Linked DNA regions of Mus musculus: region 1 is linked to region 2. The links are chromatin contacts, called in public Hi-C maps. All regions are on one chromosome and are shown on one strand. The core of a region is the stretch at or near the end of the contact, and the rest is flanking DNA. Distances in the headings are between cores, read along the strand shown. Region 1 overlaps Gm31814 (a long non-coding RNA gene). Region 2 overlaps Lpp (LIM domain containing preferred translocation partner in lipoma).

What was found. A called contact is a pair of places that touch in the nucleus more often than the background predicts.
Region 1: a Hi-C map of bone marrow-derived macrophages shows a contact between it and region 2, with 15 read pairs. The contact joins two enhancer-like sites. A contact is called at or near these places in 1 of 484 Hi-C or Micro-C datasets (bone marrow-derived macrophages) and 1 of 115 datasets of contacts at active chromatin or transcription factors (large pre-B cells).

The regions. Positions count from the first base shown.
Region 1 is chr16:24,196,516-24,201,378 of GRCm38.p6, reverse strand. The region is part of intron 1 of Gm31814 (a long non-coding RNA gene); the gene reads left to right. Among named protein-coding and RNA genes, the nearest start is that of Gm32126, 39 kb to the right of the region's middle. Within about 2 kb of position 1,433, at least 76 of the 459 cell types and tissues checked have an H3K27ac peak or open chromatin away from gene starts, as enhancers often do. A contact at or near this core is called in bone marrow-derived macrophages, where this site is marked.
Region 2 is chr16:24,667,151-24,672,107 of GRCm38.p6, reverse strand. The region is part of intron 6 of Lpp (LIM domain containing preferred translocation partner in lipoma); the gene reads right to left. Among named protein-coding and RNA genes, the nearest start is that of Mir28a, 160 kb to the left of the region's middle. Within about 2 kb of position 2,142, at least 16 of the 459 cell types and tissues checked have an H3K27ac peak or open chromatin away from gene starts, as enhancers often do. A contact at or near this core is called in bone marrow-derived macrophages, where this site is marked.

The DNA.
Region 1 (4,863 bases), core at 184-2,683, 470 kb after region 2:
CAGATAGAATCTGGGCCTCAGAAAACAGGCCACCCGTACAAGTGTCACCGCTGAGACTGCTAATAATCGGTCCCAGACTTTTCTCCTCTTCCCTGTACTGTTCCATCCTATCCTGTTTGATCAACTCTTCAGTCCTTAGATTTGAAAACCAAGGGTTCCCCTGACCCTCCCCCCTCCTCCACACACATACGCACAATGTCAGGCTTGTGGTTTAGGAACCAACAATTTTGACAAAGACACAGTTAAGATTCTCTGCAACAATGACCAGGACAAGTTTAAATAAAAGTACGAATTCTCATTTGAAGCTTTAGAGGAAGACATGGAGCGGCTTTGTTTGTTAAAACTCAGGTGGCATGAGTCGAATGGGCTTTCAAAGTACTTGTACCAACTAATCTTTCAGATGTTTCTAGTGGGGAGCAGAGCCTGATCTGGCTGTACTTACACGTGTGGGCCAGCTGTGGGCCTTTTTTCCTTACCCCGTGTTACTGATATTGTGGCCTCAATAGCGCTGTGGTGCAAATACTTACAGCCAATCTTATATTTTTATTTATTTATTTATTTTTAACCACTGTAGAAACAGTTGTTAAGCATTTCCCAGGCACCCAAGCTAGCAACTAATTGAGCCTGGCACCAACTGGTACCCAAATGTTCTCTGTCATGTGTACAGGCTCATCTTCAGGATTGGTTTTGGCCTCTAACCACAAAGTCATACCTGAGTGCCATTCTTTAAGTGGGAAATTCTTTCCATCTGCCTTTGCAAAATCATGCTGATGGGTTTCCACTAATAATAGTCCTCTGTGTGCATGTGGAGCTTGCAAAGAGTCTGCATGGCCCTCATCACTTTCAAGTTTCATGTGATCCATGGGGCAGATGCCTTCTCTCCTTGGTAGAAAGAAAAGGGTCTGACAGGGAATGTGACTGCTCCCACAGTCAGAGGCCTTGCAAGTGGCAGGTGGACCTTGAGCCATCTTCAGCTTCCGCGTTCTGTGCACCTGCCTCTCACCAGCTGCTTCCTTCACCTCAGACACTTGCTAGATCACTCACTTGCTCGCAATGCCTGAAGGTTAGGCTGCTGTCGGCAGCATGGAAGCGTCTAGCAGCCATTTGGGGTTAACACCAGTCTTGGACTTTGACAGGAAGGAATAGACTCTCTAGCTTGGGGGTGTAAATATAAGCCACCCATTTCGCTATTCTGCCGAGAAGAAAGGTGTCCACTTTTGTTCCCTGTTGGTGCTTGGTTTTCTGTGATTCCGTTTAAACGCTGTTATGGGGACCTTGTGTTTTTAGGTCCTTCTCTCAGTAAGAACTTGGAGCCTCTCAAATGACCCAGCATAAATGGTCCGCTTCCCTTCTTGCACAACCCCCACCCAGCCTTGTTACTGCCCAGCGCTGTATTGATTGGAAAGCATTTCACAATGCGTTTTCAAAACATGCTGAAGGTCGAGACTGAGTGACTCATAGGCCGTCACATTTCTTTCTGCTTTAGTCCCTCTGGACTTTATCGGTTAGGTTGGCTAATGGAAGTCCCTAAAGAAACTGTTAACTGCCCAACCTTGGCCAGTAGGATGCAGGATTAGTAGGTGGCTTCACAAAATAATTCCTAATCACGTCTGTGGCGATGGACCTGTGGAAATCTCTTTGGTTTTTGAATGCCAAGTCTCTAGAAGAATAAGAAGTCAGGAGAGGGTTCCCGAGCTCATTTTGCCAGCTCTGGCTCCCAGAGCATCAGAGAGCCGACAACGTCAGGTGAGCGAGTCAGCTGATACCCGAGGCTCTCCTGCTGCTCTGGGTGATCTATGCCACTCCATTCGTCTGGGGAACTTGGGGCCATGACCCTGATCCAGGCCTTCAGAGCTGGCTGCCAGAGGCTAAAGGATGTTGTCCTGGGCAGTGAAGAATGCCTGGGAGCATAGTAGTAACGGATAGTTCCGGGTAGCAGTGAGGGTTCTGGGCTAACACACAGCCTTATCTCCACTACCTGAGGTTTTTGACCAGTGGCTCGGCCAGTTAGCATCTTGATTTTCTACCACCTGGTAAAGGAAGGTCTTCCTGACACTTTATTTCCCAGGCTGGCTTTGAAGAGCAAATGATAGAATGTATGCAGAGTATCATCAGGAAGAGCCTGCAGCATGACTCCTTATGGACTACTAGAACACTTGGCTTTGAATTATTAATTAATTAATTAATTTTTATTTTTCATAGTTTCCTAACTTTTTAAATTAGATATCTTCTTTATTTACATTTCAAATGTTATCCCCTTTCCTGGTTTCCCCTCTGAAAACCCACTACCCCTTCCCTCCTCCCCTGCTCATGAACCTACCCACTCACTCTTCCTGGCCCTAGCATTCCCCTACACAGGGACTTAGAGCCTTCACAGAACCAAGGGCCTCTTCTCCCCTTGATGACCGACTAGGCCATTCTCTGCTACATATGCAGTTGGAGCTATGAGTTCCACCATGTGTTTTCTTTGGTTTTGTCCTTGGGAGCTATGGCAGTACTGGTTGGTTCCTATTGTTGTTCCTCCTATGGGGCTACAAACCCCTTCAGCTCCTTGGGTCCTTTCTCTAGCTCCTTCATTGGGGACCCTGTGCTCAGTCCAATGGATGGTTATAAGCATCCACTTCTGTATTTGTTAGGCATTGGCAGAGTGTCAGCAAGTACTTATTGGCATCCACAATAGTTTCTGTGTTTGGTTATTGTATATGGGATAGAACCCCAGGTGGGGTAGTCTCTGGATGGTCATTCAGCTTTGGAATTCTTTACATGCAAGCTTTTTGAACCCCTAAAAAATACTGTTCTAAAAAAATAATCTGTCATAAAAATTAAAGCTTCCAAGTGAGTCATCTAGAATAGCCTTGAGGTTGAAAATGTGCTTAGTGACCCTCCCCCACACTCCAGGATTTTACTCTTTCAGTATTGTGAAGGCCCTTTCCCTTTAGCAGTCACAGAAATAGTATCCCAAAGCTAGGGCAGTAATAATGCTGTCTGCAGGTCTATCTCACCAGCCTAGCTCTCCTCAGTCACTCCTCTCTGCATCCCTTCCAGCCCCAAGCTGCTAACCCCCTCCTTCTGGACTGGAGAACAACCAATATAAAAACAGTGAATGCCATCATGTTCAAGTACATCCCCAGTGAGGAATGGCCATAAAGTCTTCCTGCCTCACTGTGACTGTTCCCCATGCCACCCCCAGTCTGTCTCTTCATCTGAGACCTTGTCAATTACAGCTCCCACCCCTTGATTTTAGAAATGAACAACCTAAAGTTCTGAGTAATAAAGTGGCCTTCCCAGGTCCACGCAGCTCACTTATGGCAGAATCAGGATCTGGGTACCAGGATCTTTTCCTGCTTCAATGAACCAGACACCCAGAGGACCCAGAGAACCCAGAGAACCCAGGGGACCCAGAGGACTCAGAGGACTCAGAGGAATGATGAATAAAATAGATTGTTGTGGCGTGTGTCGGACATCTGGTTTCCAAGGAGAGTTTATATTAAGTAGCAGCGAGGCCTCAAAAGCTATGGTAGCTAGCGTGAATGAACTTATGTAATCAACATTTATCAGGAACATGTGTCATCAAACATCTGCCAGATCTGAGTGTTGGCACCAAACCTGCTTTCATTGTCAAAGAAAAGAAGGGAGAAAGAAACTTGACTAAATAAAGCCGGCAGACATTTTTACTAGAAAATCCAGAGGTATTTTCTTAAGGAATAGAAGCACACCTGCAACATCTTAAAAATCAATTTCAATGTGATTGGGTGACTCTAGCAGTCATAGATTTAAAACACACACACACACACACACACACACACACACACACACACACACACACACACATGAATTGATGTCTAAAGTCAGCATCACCAGGTTCCTGTCCTTTTGGTCCGTTTGGTAACAGAAGCCTGGAAATGACATGTGTAAAAGTTGCCCAGAGCAACATCCTAGGTTGCTGATCTCCTAAACAAAAACACCCCAAAGTGCTTTTGGTTTTCATTGGTACAACACAAGCAGGTCAGAAAGACATGGAACATTCTCCTGCCAAACTTCCATGAAGAATCTGGCTTGCATGAAGACTTGAATGTGGAGGTCCCCCCCTCCCATAGGCTTACAGTTTGAATACTTGGTTCCAGCTTGTGCTACTATTTTAAAGTTTGTGGAGTCATGGAAGGTGAGGCCGGACTATTGGAAGTGGGTCGCTAGGGGTTGGCCTTTACAAGTTATAACTGACTTTGGTTCAGGCTTCTTGTAGGATGGCATACAGCAAAGTTCCCTGCTACAATATTCCCACCACTGTGAGTTCTGCTGTCACTTCTCCTAGAGCCCCCTGAAACTGTGAACCCAAAATTTCTTCCTACCTTAACTTGTTTCTGTTGGCATTTCGATCTTGATGAGAAAAGCAGGAAGTTGATACCAAGGAGGAAGGTGGTAATGGTAGCTAAGCCTAACTCTGTGGTTGTGGGCTCATAGTGACTTGCATAAAGAGTCCAGGGAAAAAGACTATACAGCCAGGTAATGTGGAGCATGGATCGATGTCTTGGAAAGAGCCCCTGAAAGGACAATTTAGAAATCAGTTAAGTCAAAGTTCAAGTTGCACCAGAGACCTCAAGATGTTGGAGATGCCAGCACTGTGGAGTGTCTGCCAAGGAGATCTGCATCCCTAAGAGAGAGTCTATGTGTACTGCAGCTAGAACTTGAACATGTTGGAGTTCGTATGATGCTGCCATATGTCCTAGATATCATCCATGGAGCCATCAGGTTTAATGTGTGTCCTGCTAAGTTTCAGTCTTGCTTTGGTCTGGTCTTTCCTGGCATGGTTCCTCCTGTTTGGAATAGGAATGCTTGTGCCGCTGTATCTTGGAGGTGTGTAAC
Region 2 (4,957 bases), core at 893-3,392:
ATTCTACAATGAGTCCAACAATCATGACTGGAGCATGCACCTAGCTGGTACATTACAAATTGACAGGTGGCCATGACAGGTGACTTTGCCATCCTAGAGGATGGAGTCTTCAAGTCTCACTACTCTCATCTCAACTTATAAATCCTTCCTTGAGTCTGAATGGTGCCCATGCCTCTGCAGTGCAGTCCTTCCTGACAAATGCTTCCTTGTTCACAGACTATTGAGAGTCAATGATAATCAAAGACCTACTGTGCTCTTGGCAAGGGCTCAGTGCTGAGTCTGTGTGAATAAAGACACCAAACAAAGGAAAACTGAAAGCCTGAACTGGTCATTCCACCTGCACTTTCCACCGCTCCCATCTTTCAGCCATGAGTTTTATTTGTAGACATATTTGCCTTCAACTAACTTTCTCAGTTAAGTCTCCTGTTTGCTGTTCACACTTAAGGTGGAATCTAAGTCCCACTGGCTTTAAATGGCAAGGATTTAAAGGCACATACTCTTAACAAATCCATGTGCTCTTCATTTTGGTTTTTACTTAAGAAACAGGGGAATAATATCACAACCTGAGGAGATAACTTGGAGACCAGGTGACAGGAGAGGAACTTAAGCATGTGACAGGCCTTCTGTAACTGTACCAACTAAATAAGGTCTGGAAATGGTTACTGTGTAAACGAAAAGTCCTGGTTCCAAGGAAAGGCTATGTTAACAAAGACAAGCAAGAATTGGGTTTCAAAGGGAACATATACCATCTTTGATTGTAGAAATAGCTGAGATATCTATTAGAAGGTACATCCCTAGCACCTCCCATAGAGTGAACAAATCTAAATTCTTCAGTATCAAGTATTCTGTCTCTTTCCCAATTATTTTCGACACTAAATCTGAAACATAGTGTCATACGTTGGCAGCCTCTTTCTAACCCAAATGTTAACAGTAACTGGAACAATTTAATTAAAACCTCACAACTCTAAGCACATTTAGGCATAGTTCCTTAATAATACATTCTAATCCAATTCCTAGTGATGGAAAATGCTTTTCTCTCTGTTCAACAGTTCTCAATTCTCACCCTCAGTCCTGGTCGGGTTGAGTACAGCCTATTGCACTTCTCATTTGTAGGAAGAACAAATATGTTTACCACCTCAGAGGGGGGCTGTGACTTTCCATTTATTGGTGTTTATAAATCTTCTGAGTATGCTGAAAATCATCTGTAAGTTGACATTCTTCATAGCGCCTTGTTGGAGCTTAATACACATTTAATTAAAGAACAATAGCAATACAAAAAAATCCAGGACTTATCAAGGCATTATTTTCACCCTCCTGCCACAATACTATCTGGAGACTGCACAGAACTGTTCATTGATGAGGGATTATTATCAACATCTCTTCTAGAAATACACACTTAACATTTGCCTCAGAGAATATTCTCATTCCACAAACACAAAAACAAGCCAAGCCACCCACCTAGAAGAAAGCAAGAATCCTGTAAGCATCCTGCCTCTGTGTTCTCCACATCCTCCAGAAACCATTCTCTTTTCCAGAATTACCAATGGCAGCCATCAGGGCCACTACAAGATCTACTACTGTTTCTTCTGCTGCACAGTTGGGCCCCACCCTTTGGAGTCCATAGCAGATCACCATAGGCTTGAACAGACAGCTTTTTATTGCTCTCTAATAATGCATAAAGCTTTAGATTACAAAACTTCCTCAAATGCCATCCTAACTGCCAAAGAGAACAATTCATTTATTAGAACTGTGTGTAGGGACTGTAAGACACTCAGGGTGAATTTCACCATGCACAGTTATGTGGAAGGAAGAGCTTTATCAAAGAAATACAGCTTCCCTGTATAGGAAGTCCAGAGCGTCCTTTGTCTGAAGACAATACCTAGCTGGGTAAACAGGCCACTGAGTGTGGAGTAGCAGAGTCACTGGCTCCCAGGCCTCCCTACTACTGTGCAATGTAAGGGTTCTGTAGCATTTCTTGTTATCCTGGTTTTTACAGCTCTAGTATGCTGTTCTGTGTGCTTTGCCTTGGCACACATAGCTGAAGTAGAGGAATCTGTGCCTAGTGCGATTGAAGTTTCACCAACAGAAAAAGGGGAAATCTTCGTGATTTTACTATTCTCACTATGAAAAAAATGCCATATTTATTTCCCCCTTTTTGAAATGGCACTAAGGAAACACATGTGAGGCTGCCATGAACGGAGGCTGTACTTTCCAAACAGTAGCAAAACAGGAAAAATAGAAAACCTAGATTTGCACAAGAACTATATAACTTCCTCTCCCATTTCCTATCTTTATCACCCCATGCCAGCAAAAGTAGTACATGGTAAACTCTTTGCAAGCTCACACTAGCAGCAAAAGGTTAAGTGTGATACATAGCGCACTCTCTGCTTTCCAAGTTTCCTACTGTGAAATCAAACAATCAACAACCAATCTATGAATATCAACTAAGTTCCTAATCTATATTCTTCCAATAAAATAAGGACTATGGATGACATAGGAGCTAAATCATCATATTTTGGGTGGGTACTAAAATGGAAATGAAATGGAAGATAATGGGAAGAACACACACCCAGGAACACAGAAGCCTGTCACGGAGCTAGTGACCAGCTCTTCTAGTAACTGGGGTGGTATGAACAGGTGGGCCAGCTGAGAAATGTAGGCCTCCTGTTCCCTCAGAACAAGAACTGGTTAGAATAGGAACAGATAAATCAGGGAGTTGGTGACTTATGATATCAAATTACTTCTGTAGGACTTCTCTATACTATGCTGCAATTCTAACTTTATAGAATATAGCAGAAAGTCAGGATCAATGTCCAGGACTAATTGCATCACTCCACGAAGATGCATACATCAGATGAAGGGAACATTAAGCAGCAGTAGCTGCTTATCTCTGTAGTCGGATTTCAAGGTAGCATTTACAATGAGGTAGACATTGCTAGACAGAATGGTTTTCTAGGAAAATATTCTTCAACTTGTCATTTTGCAGGTGAAGCTGTAAACATGTTCCCAAGGATCACACGGGAGCTTTTTATCATTGAGCAATGGTGCATCAGGTATGTCATGACAGAAACAGAGAAGGATTACAAGAAGGCAGGACTGGTCGAAACCATGAACAAGACAGTGGAAAATAAAGTACAGCTCTTCTTTTAATTAAAAAAAAATACTGGCCAGTCAATAGATAAACAAGTATCAGCCAGCAAACATAAAACAAGGAAATTTAACTTGGTATTGTTTAAGAATGGAAGCATCATATCAATACAGCAAAGATCATACAGAGAAGTCACTGGGTTGTGAGAGTAAGTAAGATAAGTCATGGTGTCCCCTGAACAGTTCAATAAAAGAAGAAAATCCATGTGGCTGGCAGTACAGAAGCACAGGAAGGAAATAACAATTTTTTGAACATTAACTGTTTAGGGACATTTAGCTGTAATGAGAAAAAATTAGAATAAAAGCAATGAGTCATTTGTATTATGAATAGGCCGAAATGATGGGCAGTAAAATAAATGGGCTGGAACAAATCAGACTCATTCTCAAGCCCAAAGACCTTGCTGATGAATACAGGAAAAAACAGGACATGTACACAATGACCAAAGGACCCGGGGATTTCAATGCAGGATTGCAGAAAATGACAGTGTGTTGAACCAAATGTAACTCTCGTAATAAGATGATGGAAAAACTTTGAGATGAACTGAGTTCGAATCTGAAGACAGTTTTTCCATGAAGAGGACTGTGGAAGATAATGGGAATTATCTTCTCAATGATGGGCCTTGCAGTTGTTAACCACAGAAGGGATCTTCACCAGATCCAGCTATCAGGTGACCAACCGCTGAGCTGAACCCTTCATATCCCTGCTCCTAGTAAGAGAAGAGAGAGGGTTAAAGGAAGGCATCTCATTGGGCACGGAATGTACAAATAGGGAGAAAGAAGATGCTGTAAGGAAGGAACTTGTGAGGGGAAACAAAGGAGAGACACCAGGTTCTGGGAAGACAGCAGAGTAGGAAGCACGTAACAGCCAGTAAACAAATGCCACAATGTCATGGTCTGCATGACATGACAGATTTGGAACTCTGGAGTCTATTGAAGGTTTTCAATTTTTAGGTAGAAGCCATGGGTGAGGGCCAGACTCATTGGTTATCTCACAATAAACCTCTATTGGCCAGGACTAACTCCCCCAAAGGTTTTTTGACTACTCATTGATGAAGCTCTTCTCACTGTCAACATGGATGTATCTTAGGTTATTGTCTAAGGTAGCAGATTGGTGAAGCTGGGTTTACATATATATTTCAGGATCAAATTGCAAGAAGCTTACCTAATGTGAATTAATCATTAGTTTTGACTTTGAAATGGGATCTTGCTATCTATCCCAGACTGGCCTGAAATATTTCCTTAGACTCCTAAGACCTTGGATGTGATTATAGGTGTATACAACCATACCCAGTAGAATAGATCTGAAAAATAGGAAAGATTTGAGGATACTATTCACCAGTAGCATATTTTTTTTTTTTGGCAAGTATAAAGCCCTAGTTCCTTCAAAAAGGAAGAAAAGTGAAGAAGAGAAGGAGGAAGAAAAGGAAGAAGGCGGAGGAAGACACCACATGAAAGATTAATTATTATAAAGCAATTACTAGAGTAGCTCCTATTAACACTGGACTTGATGTCCAAAACGGTTTTACAAAAACAGAATCCCCAAATCTACCTGCTCACATCTAAATGCCGAACCAGAGTCTGAAGCAGAGCTAAAAGCAATGTTTGGCATACATGTTTAGCTATCATATTGGCCCAGATCAGAAAATGGCAAAGAACCCAACAGTCTGGCCACACACACACACACGCACTCGCACACACACACACACACACATGCACACACGCACACAGGAAGGGAGAAATTATGACACAAGCAACCTCCTTACTGCTGCTCTTCATCCACTGATCTAGAAGGAAGAGGGTAAAGGGTCAC